Regions from separate parts of the Mus musculus genome. Here region 2 is linked to region 1. A link is a contact called in public HiChIP or PLAC-seq data. All regions are on one chromosome and are shown on one strand. Each heading gives the region's core, a stretch centred on a gene start, on an enhancer-like site or on the middle of the called end of the contact. The rest is flanking DNA. Distances are from core to core; before and after follow the strand shown.

The links. HiChIP or PLAC-seq counts read pairs in DNA pulled down with a chosen protein or histone mark.
Region 2: an HNF4G HiChIP or PLAC-seq map of pancreatic cancer cells shows a contact between it and region 1. The contact joins two enhancer-like sites. A contact is called at or near these places in 1 of 115 datasets of contacts at active chromatin or transcription factors (pancreatic cancer cells) and 1 of 9 other capture datasets (embryonic stem cells).

Annotation. Positions count from the first base shown.
Region 1 is chr2:115,163,459-115,168,374 of GRCm38.p6, forward strand. No RefSeq gene overlaps it. Among named protein-coding and RNA genes, the nearest start is that of 4930528P14Rik, 180 kb to the right of the region's middle. Within about 2 kb of position 2,768, at least 3 of the 459 cell types and tissues checked have an H3K27ac peak or open chromatin away from gene starts, as enhancers often do. A contact at or near this core is called in pancreatic cancer cells, where this site is marked.
Region 2 is chr2:115,854,107-115,859,163 of GRCm38.p6, forward strand. No RefSeq gene overlaps it. Among named protein-coding and RNA genes, the nearest start is that of Gm31590, 50 kb to the left of the region's middle. Within about 2 kb of position 1,900, at least 48 of the 459 cell types and tissues checked have an H3K27ac peak or open chromatin away from gene starts, as enhancers often do. A contact at or near this core is called in pancreatic cancer cells, where this site is marked.

The DNA.
Region 1 (4,916 bases), core at 1,518-4,017:
GAATTCAGATTCCCAGACTGACATAAATTCCTAGAGGTCATGTTGAAACTGCTGCCTTCTGAAGGCTGGAATAGGGGATTCCTGAAGCAAGCTAGGTACCCGATTAGCTGTACTGGCAAACTCTGGGTTCAAGTGAGAGACTCTTTCTCAATCCATAAAGTGGAAAGTAATCCAAGAAGAGTCCAGATATTAATCCCGAGTCTTTACATGCAAATACACACTCACACCCATGCACTGTTACACATCTCAACATGCATTAACAACACACACACAAGCATTCACAGGAACACACATGTAGAAGGAAAAACAGATGATGCCTAAAGGGAGAGAGCCAAGAAAGAAGTAAAATTCTTTCCATAAACCTCAAGCATGAACACAGCTAATTTAGCCTCAGATATCTTTATTGCTCTCACCACTCAGCCTGGTCTACTTCTAGCTCCCACTGTTTGTTTGTTTGTTTGTTTTGCTTTTGTCATCCCCGCCACCACCACCCCCTGTGGTGAGTAAAATCTACCAAACCTACTAATCTGCTAGTGGAACGTGTTGGGGGCCAATTCTAGGAATTTGGCAAGAATTTGACATTGGGCTAGGACAAGGAAGTAGGCTCAAGATCTTGATCATCTTGATAAGTCCCAGAATACCATGGGACTTTGTTTATTTTTTTGTTTGTCCCTTGACTATTTTTGTTTACAATTTGTTTGTTCCTTGACCTAGAACTGACCTGCGTGTACTTAAAATGGTATAAAAAATGAGACTTGGAAAAAATAAAGGCATTTATTTCAGCTTCAGAACTGGCTGAAGTCATGTTATAGTGTGGTACAATTTCTTTTCCTTTCAATTCTCTCTCCCTCACCAGAGACTCTGTTGACTGACTGAACTGGCTTGGTCACCTGCCCTACTAAGGGTAAAAAAGAATCACTACCCTTTGGGAGTAGTGTCAAACTGACTAAAGGAAATTAGTTCATAGATCTTACTGAACTTAGGTAGGGCATTTATGACCAGTGTGTTCTACACCATGTCCCAGTGTTTTCCTAGTGAATGAACTAACTCCCAGCCCCATATAAGAGTTACCTACATTGTGACACACCCTTTCTCCAGAGCCACTTTTCACTATCTGCTTTCATCACCTTTCAGACACGCATTGCACTCTAAGCCTTGGTTCATAGCCTGTTCACTAAGTAGACAATTAAATCTACAATCAAGAAAGTCAGGCACAAAAATAAGCAGAAGGAACATAGTCTTCTCATGGAGAAATAGTCTGATGAACCATCTTAGCTAAGTTTTAATATGAATATGCTCAATGGCCAAGTACAAATGAAGACCATGCTCTATGAAAAAAAAAAGAAAGAAAGAAATGAGAGATAACAGAAGAACAATGCGCATTATGAAGTGGGACTGAGAAGATAGGAAACAAATTAGGAATGCTGTCACGGAGACATACACTAGTCAAAATGCAACATATCAAGAGACATAGCAACATTAGCACTGAACAGAGTTGAGAAGGGACCAATTTTGCTAAAAAAGAATTTTCCATATCGTAGTGTGGAAGGGGAAAGCAGAAGCATGTGATGGGGAGCTCAGGGTGCCCTGGGTGTATGGGGTACACAATCCCTTCAGGGCACTGGAGCTGCAGGACCATGAGTACTGTGAGTGGAAGAAGCATTTGAAGAAAAAGAATTTTCTTAATGTTCTGAGATCAAAGCAATTGAAAGTATGAAGCAGGACAAATAGAAATGTTTGAATTAAAAAAAAATAGACAATGCTTGTTTCAACTGCAGACTATAGAAAAGAAAAAAAAAATCATAGAAGCTGCCAGGCAAGCAGGACTGATAATCTGCAAGGAAAAGGCATTTGAGCTGATGGCAAACCACTCATCAGATATAATAGATACCAGATGACGGTTAGAACCAGCAGAATGTTGAGACTGCTAATTATGATCTCAGATGGTACAAAGGAAAGGGCATACAAGGCCATCGATTCACAGCTCCAACAAGAAATACTGTAGACATAGTTCATGGGCATAGATTTACAAGAACAGTCATCTTGTAACCGTGCTTCCTCAAAGGTCTTATGCTGAGGAAGAAATTGGGTCAGAAATTGGTGGTTTGAAGCACCATAAAGAGCTACTGCTTCTTCACACTTGAACACTATGTGATGTTCAGAATGTTCGGCGCACCCATCATTCCATGCCCTTTGGATGGGAAATAACTCTTAGAAAGAGGCTTTTGAATTACCAGATAGATTCTGTCTTCTGCCATGCATATTTAGCTAACAGCAACACAAATGTAAGGGAAAAATGAAAGAGCCACCAAGAACATCCTTGAGATCCACGGTCCTCTCCCATCAAATAATGGGATGTGGAGATCTGGGGAGAGTTGGGGAAGGAGAAAACATGATCAGAGTATATTGTATGAAACAAATTATGTTCAATAAAGACGAATTATAAAACTACAAAAAAAATACTAAGAAAGTTGCCATTGCATAGTGCAACTGAATCAGGACACAGCAGGTAGTTTAGATTTATATTCTTATTGATAGCCACCTCAATGTACTGACAGTTTCATTGTTCTTTTTAAGTGCATTGATCAGTTGGTTAGACCCTCAGAGGTCAAAAGTAAATAAAATGTAAGCCGAGAGAGGAGCAGAGCACAGACAGTGATGGACCTGCCAAGTCTGTGACATAGTGAGCTTCAGATACACAGTATCTAACAGAAGAACACAGCAAAGATGGTCACAGCTCTACAGTGTTATAAATGACATCTTGCTCACAAAGGTTGAGGGACACACAAGTGAGTAATACTTGCAGTGGAAAGGTAAACAGGAGACAAGTCACGAGGAAGCAGAGAATCATCGATGCTCACTGAGTCATTTCAGAATTCAAACTCTGACTTCCACCTTAGTGTTCAAATAATGGTGGAAACCTGTTCCAGTTTTAGGCAATGCAATTAGATCTTGTGTCAGAGAAACAAGCTAAACTCTGAAAGCCTGGAAAGTCCCAAATCTCTAGCTCTATCACTGGGTCCTTGGGGATGTTTCCTTCATCCAATCTATAATGGCCAACTCTATTTGGTATTTTTCAACATAAAACATCAAATTTTATATTTAGGAGGCTGTTGCAGGGGGTTTTCATACATCTGAGGCCAGACTAGGCTACAAAGGGAGTTCCAGCTAGCCTACAGAAGGAGGGCATATTTAAAAATACACAGGCAAATTAAATTCAGTTAAATCATAAACTTCAGGAAACACTGAGGATAAAAAAAATTGGGTAGTATACACAAAATTTACACACACACACACACACACACACACACACACACACACACACACAGATATATACCAAAGAAAAGACAATAAGAAAATATGATTGTACTTACAATTATTATGAGATCTACATCAGTATTTATAATTACCTCTGTTACCTGTCACTTCCTCATTCATGTGTCCTCATTAAACACTGTGGCTGGCTGGAGCTTTTTTGAAAATTCCTTTCTCTCTCTCTCTCTCTCTCCCTCTCTCTCTCTCTCTCTCTCTCTCTCTCTCTCTCTCTCTCTCTCGTGTGTGTGTGTGTGTGTGTGTGCGTGTGTGTGTGTAGGTCAAGAAGACCCCATGTGAGAGTTTCTCCAACTAGGATAAATATCAATTTTGAGTTCCATCAAATTCATAAACAGACTAATCTAGAAGCAGTGATAGAAGTTTCTCTGAGGATATTAACAGGACAGAGAAGCAAGGGTACTGAGATCTCTTATATGCATTCCTTTTGACCTGAAAGTCTGAATAACATATGAAAGGAGAAAACTTTATCTAGCTGCATCTCAAAGATCTCTATTTTTATGGTAGGCAATACAGTTTCACTTCAGCAGAAAGGCATAATGAAGAAAACACAAGTTACCTCTATAGACTAGGAGTATAGGAAAAGTGAAGGAAACTATGTTAAAGAAACTCACAAGCACCCACAATCAAGAAAACTAAGAATTAAAAATAGTGTAGGAAAAAAGAGAGAAAATTAAAGAATTTGGGACTTTAGAAGATTATATGTGAAAATGTAGAATACCTTTATAACAGTCCTGGAATGCTGGAAGTTGAACCTAGAACCTTGCAGATGATGGGCAAGTGACTTACCCCTGGGCTATCCTATGACAGTACACTTGAAAACAACACAGATGAAACTGATGAAGTCAATTGATTTCTCAATAAGTAATAAAAAATGACTAAAGAATATATCAAACATCTAAATAATGGCGTCATTAGAGCTGATTCAAAACTCATTTGACAAAATCTCAACTTCCTAAACATTAGGACACAGAATGAATTTCTGGAAGGCAACACTATCTATAGTTAGTTGATATATGTGTTTATAAGGCTGATGGTACATTGAAATTTTACGTTGAAATGTGAAAGCTTGGCAAGATGCTGCAAGAGTCATTCTCTTCTTTGTCTGCTGGTGTATATCGTACCTACAGCCACAGTACTGGGGAAACATGATGCCAAAGCTGTTCTTTCTCACCTAGACTATTTAGTAACATCTCTAGCTTCATATGGCGGGCTCAAAGTAACAGATAAAAAATCTACACCAATATGTTCCATTAGAAAAAAATTTATTTGAAATTAAATCTTGAATAAATCTGAAAAAGGAAACCTAAAACTCTTGTACTTCTAGCCACTAAAATCAATTTGCATCCAATGCTATGACTTTCATATGCATCACTTGCATTTTCAACCTTCATAAACAAAAACATACCGAAAGTTTAAAATACTATTAAAAATTACTTCCCCCAGTTTAACTGGCAGGAAGATATCTCTAGAAAACATTTAGTTGTTTGTGCATGCAGAATGGCTTATAATGACCTAAACTAAACATGCACTTTCTTTTTCCTCATTACATATCTGACTGGTAACACTGATACTCTGTTGTATCA
Region 2 (5,057 bases), core at 650-3,149, 690 kb after region 1:
ATTTAGAACACTGACCAGACTGTCAATGCCTCCCAATTTTATTAAGCTGTTTGTAACCAAACACAGTGGGATTTCTACCCTTCCTCCCTCGTGAGTGTGAGAGTATAGTGCTGACTGCTTCTTGTTCTGAGTTCAGCTGCAGCGGGGTCCACTCCCTTGTGTTTGTTTTATTGTGTTTATATAGTTGCACGGACAGCTATGCATTCCCTGGGCACGCAAATACCTATGTACACATATATTTAAGGCGGTCCATGTGTTGTGCAGTAACTTCTCTTACACTTTACTGAGCTTAAAGGGGACCTTTCAAAAAAGTCAACCGCAGTGGCAGACTTCCTCAGAGAAGAATGTACTTTTAAAGTAATGCAATGAACTTCAAAACAGATTCCTTCTCGGCATAACAGCTTGCTTGCTGGTGCATATTTAAATCTATCTCAGTTATTACAATAGTCCCTAACAATATTTCAAGCTCAGCTGCACTTAGCCATCCCTATTCTGCCCAAAAGATCTGGGTTAACTCCCACCACTGCCTTTTCCTAGAAGCGCCCCTTTCTGTGGGGTCCCAGGGTGCCTGACCCAGACCTCCAACATCCACAAACGAGGGTGGGGATCTGAGATGTGAAAGTGGAATCTGCAGAAGAGCCAGGGTAGAGAATGGATTGCGCAATCCAAGAATTAGAAGCACTGGGGAGGAAAGACACACCTTTTCCAAATGCACCGTTCTTTCCTTCCCCAGAGCCTCGTTCCTCAGAATTGCTCTCAGAAAAACCCGCAATCTGATTCTTTAAAATAAAAACCAAAAACTCCCTGAGAAGCCAAAGTCGTTCCGCGTGGTAGATTGCCATGTCTGATGTGGGGGGTCCAACTGCGGCGGGGAGACCCTTCTGACACGGCTGCTTTGTCAGCGTCTTCTCCCAGAGGCAGAGGCGATGGAGATGGGTCGCGTTACCTGCTTGCTTGCGCCTTCTACCCTGTGCAGAAATCCCAGGAGAGAGTAATCTGGACGCTAGAAGTACGCCGCTGTGCACCAAACCCCAACTCTCTGAAACCAAACGGCGCACCTTGCGGTGCAGAGAGATGAAGTGCTTACACTCCGGAGGCGGCAGGATATTGGGGTGCGCTTCAGCCGCTCTGTCCGCGTTCAGCAAAAGCAAGAAAACAGGGTCAGGGAAGAAAAACACAGGCATGGAAAAGACCTGTTTGTGTATGGATACTGTGACAACTAAGACAGACAGACAGACAGACAGACACACACACACACACACACACACACACACACACACACACACACACACATTTTGAATGCTCTGGGATCCCAAAGATGTGTGCAAAAGGAATTACCTCAAATTGAGAACTGCTTAAATTCCAAAAGCGATTCCTGTAGACTTTTATAAACCTGTGAAATCCCCCCCCCCGGAGTTTGCTTTTACAAGTACAAGAAATATTATTTGGCATTTCTTGTTGCCCCTCATCAGATATCTATTTTTTAATAGCAATAATAATAAAAAGCCTTCAGGGTTGTCCATTAAAATATATCTTTGGAAGTTAAATCTGCAAGGGGGGAAAAAGCAAACTTGATCAAACCCCTACAGAATAAGGAGATTAGAAAACGAATCCTTTTGCTTAGGCATTTGGTCGTTTATTCCCCGAGGCCAAGTGAAAGGTGTGAGTACTTTCCTGTTTTATTATTATTTTTAAAATTTATTCATTTAAATGTTCAGCCATGACAAGCTATTCCCTCGCTGCAGCGGACGAGGGTGAGAGTAGTGGAAAGGGTAGGTGGAGAAGGGTGGGGGGCGCAGAAAAACACCGTTGGCTTCGCGGGGGGCTGTCCCGCCGCGGTCTGCCCTGAAGGCCAGCAGGGGGCGCTCTGATGTTATCTGTGGACCAGCCCGCGGAGCCGCTCAGAGCTCGGTGACACAGGCTTGGCGGTTTCACGCAGCTGCAAGAGGAAGGGGAGGAGGATCGTACCTCCTAAACCCTCAACAACGATTCCACTCGGCTTATTTACCTTCGGCTGGAAATGTATCTACGTTTCACTTCAACTAGTTTAGTGCTGCAGCTCCGACCTCTTTTCATCTGTGTCTTTACAGAGCACATATAATCACACCCTCTTGAAATATATATTAATGCAACTTATTAGAAACGACGATGAATAGTCAACATTTTTTTCGCCTGTTAGTTCCGCTGATCCAAGCAGGATTTATTTGCAGGTCTCACATCCCGAAGTCATAATGCGCCCCCATCCCACCCCCCACCCCCCTTAAATAAAATTGGTCAAATGTTGACAACCTGTAAGACAACCTACCACTCAAGATTAGTGATGGGAAACTAATGAGAAAATATCAGATCGCCCGGCCCGAGGGCTGCCAATTAAATCTTCGCTGATTGAAAAATAAAAGCGGACTTGGGGTGTGAGCCCAGCTCAACTTGAACTATTAATTTAACATGTTGCCGGTCCGTGCCTTCCCTCACTCCACTAGCGCCTCCCCCCTCCCCCCACCCCATCCCTCAACCTAAAAGCCAAATGTTATTTCTCGAAATATTTCAAGAGGTCCAAATCAGAATGATCATTTCTTACACGGTAAATATTAGCCCTTTAAGCAATATGATTTAACTAATTAGAAAATTTACATCATTAAGTCTCAGGGAGAGAAAAAAGAGAAACAGATCTGCCAATCATTTTAAAGGAGACAGGCACTATTGAAGTGTGAAGAAATCGGCTCTAATTCAAAAAGGCAATCGGGCAGAAAAAGCCCTCAACATTACCCTGCTAGTTATTAATCAGAAAGGGCCCTCTCTTCTCCCTGCGCCCCTCCCCTCTGGGCACTGAGTTTAAGTTCTTTTTTCTTTTTCTTTCTTTCTTTTTTCTTTTCTTTTTTCTTTTTCTTTTTTTTTTCTTTTTTTTTTTTTTGCCAGTGGCCCATGTCATATTTATATTGAGGTTTTGTCTGCTAAGGATTAAAATTTGAAAATGTTTCAATATGAAGAAAACAAAATCCTCAAAAGGAAAAAAAATTCTTCGTGTACTGGTAAATTTGTTGTAATGCACAATTCTCACACTCCTCCTTATTTTTATTCTTTCTTCCCATTAAGTTCTATTTTGAAACCTGCTCGGTGAGAACTAGATAGTCTTTGTGTTCTGCTCCCCTCCCCCTCCTTGTACCTCCTCCTTCCTACAAAGCAGAAACCTAGACTGAAAGCAGAAAAGTACAAATACATTAACAAAGCCTGACTCCCTTGATAAAAAAGGCCACGGTCTAGGCTTACAGTCAGGAGTCTACAGAAATGGGAATCTGTCCGGTGGGTCTGCAGACAATAGGACACATTGAGTATCCCCCACCTATATATAGGAGTCCATACAGTGTGTAGTTAGAGAAGAAAAGAAGACAGGTAGGTGAGAATAATTTTAAAGTGCACTGTGTGTGAGTGTGTGAGTGTGTGTGTGTGTGTGTGTGTGTGGCTTTTGTCTACCTCACTTCTTTTCTATTCAGCTTAAAACAGCAGCCTCATTATATGTAGGTGCCCCTTCCCATCATACTTACTTAAGCCCTCCGTTCACCACACACATAGCCCTTTGCCCAGTCTTCTCATTCCCAGCAAATTAACTGAGAGTGAATTGCAAAGGGAGCTTTCTGAGTGGATCCTCTGAGACGTTCAGGCCCTTCCCGGCACCTCTGAGGACGCACTTTTAAACTGTCTTTGGGTTAAAAAAAAAATGTAATTCTCGGGCATCCGATTCCCTTTTGTTACCTCTTTTTTTAAATTATAAAGAAGTCAGGAAGACTCACTGTCTGCCACTCCCTGCTCTCTGATTACAGCTCATCACAGCTCAATTTTCCTCTCTCTGCTTTTTAGAAAGTTTCTCTACCATGCTCTTCATCCCAGTCACTGGGCCTCGGGACTCTCATCTTTGGACTTCTTTGGGCACCTGATCACTAGACTTCAAGTTTGCAGGAGAGAGCAGTAGCAGAACTGGGTTATTAACACAACACATTTAATTCTCTCCAAGAACTTTTACCGGGAAGAGAACTTTTACTAGGAAGAGCCAGTGGAAGGAGAAACCATCTGTAAGCAGTGTGCCCCTGAGGGTGGCTAGCGAATTGGGACACAGAGGCTGGGGACATGTCAAATATGGCAGATTTTGTGAAAGGGTCTTTCTGAGGTACACTTTAAGGAAAAGGGGTTGGGGCACTGGGAAGAGTCTAGAATCTTTCCGAAATGCACCTCTTTTTCTGGTTGTCCCAGAGCAGATGGGAGTCTCTTGTGCTTGCCTCTGAGAAAGATTAAATGAACACTTCTGTCATTTGAGGGAGGTGGGACACAGAGAGGTGGAAATACTCCAGACAATGGCCTCTGGCCATGGAGGGCTCCCTCCCAGTGCCCGATCCCCTGCGGAACTCTGCTTACCTTTGTAGCTGGTATTTCATCAGAAACCAGTGGAAGGTTCCTGGCTAGACGAAAAAGACCCGGAGAATCAACGTCTCTTGGATCTACTCCGAGGCTAAGAAACATTACAATAAAATTTACAGCGCCTTTAACAACTCGCAAGTAAAGCATTAAAATTCTCTTTAATTGAGAAGATATTGATTTTCAAGTCTAGAAAAAGCGAAATCGTAATTTAGTGGCAAACTTTTAGGCGAGAATATAGCGAGTTATGTCGCCATATAATGGATCCACTCTTAATCCACACACAACGTCACATCTTTAATTGCCCTACTTTGTGAAGTGATAAAGACAAAAAGGTAACCCGATCAAGGCAAATGCTTTATTTAAAAAAGATCTAGAGAAAGGATCTAGAATAATTTTATTTTCCGTTTATGTATAAAAAGAATTGTCTATCTTCTTTTTTTTTTTTTTTTTTGAAGTAGGGGAGAAAGGTCCAATGGGGAGAAAAGAAATAAAAAGAACGGAAAACCACAGACCAGTCTAAAAGCCACTCACGGTAGCAAATCCGTTGATATTCTTTACCGAAGGAGGAACGAAGCCAACGCATTTAGAGCAAATGCATTCACAGGCAAAATTGCATCCTCTGTGAACGAAACAAACCTAGGTCTATT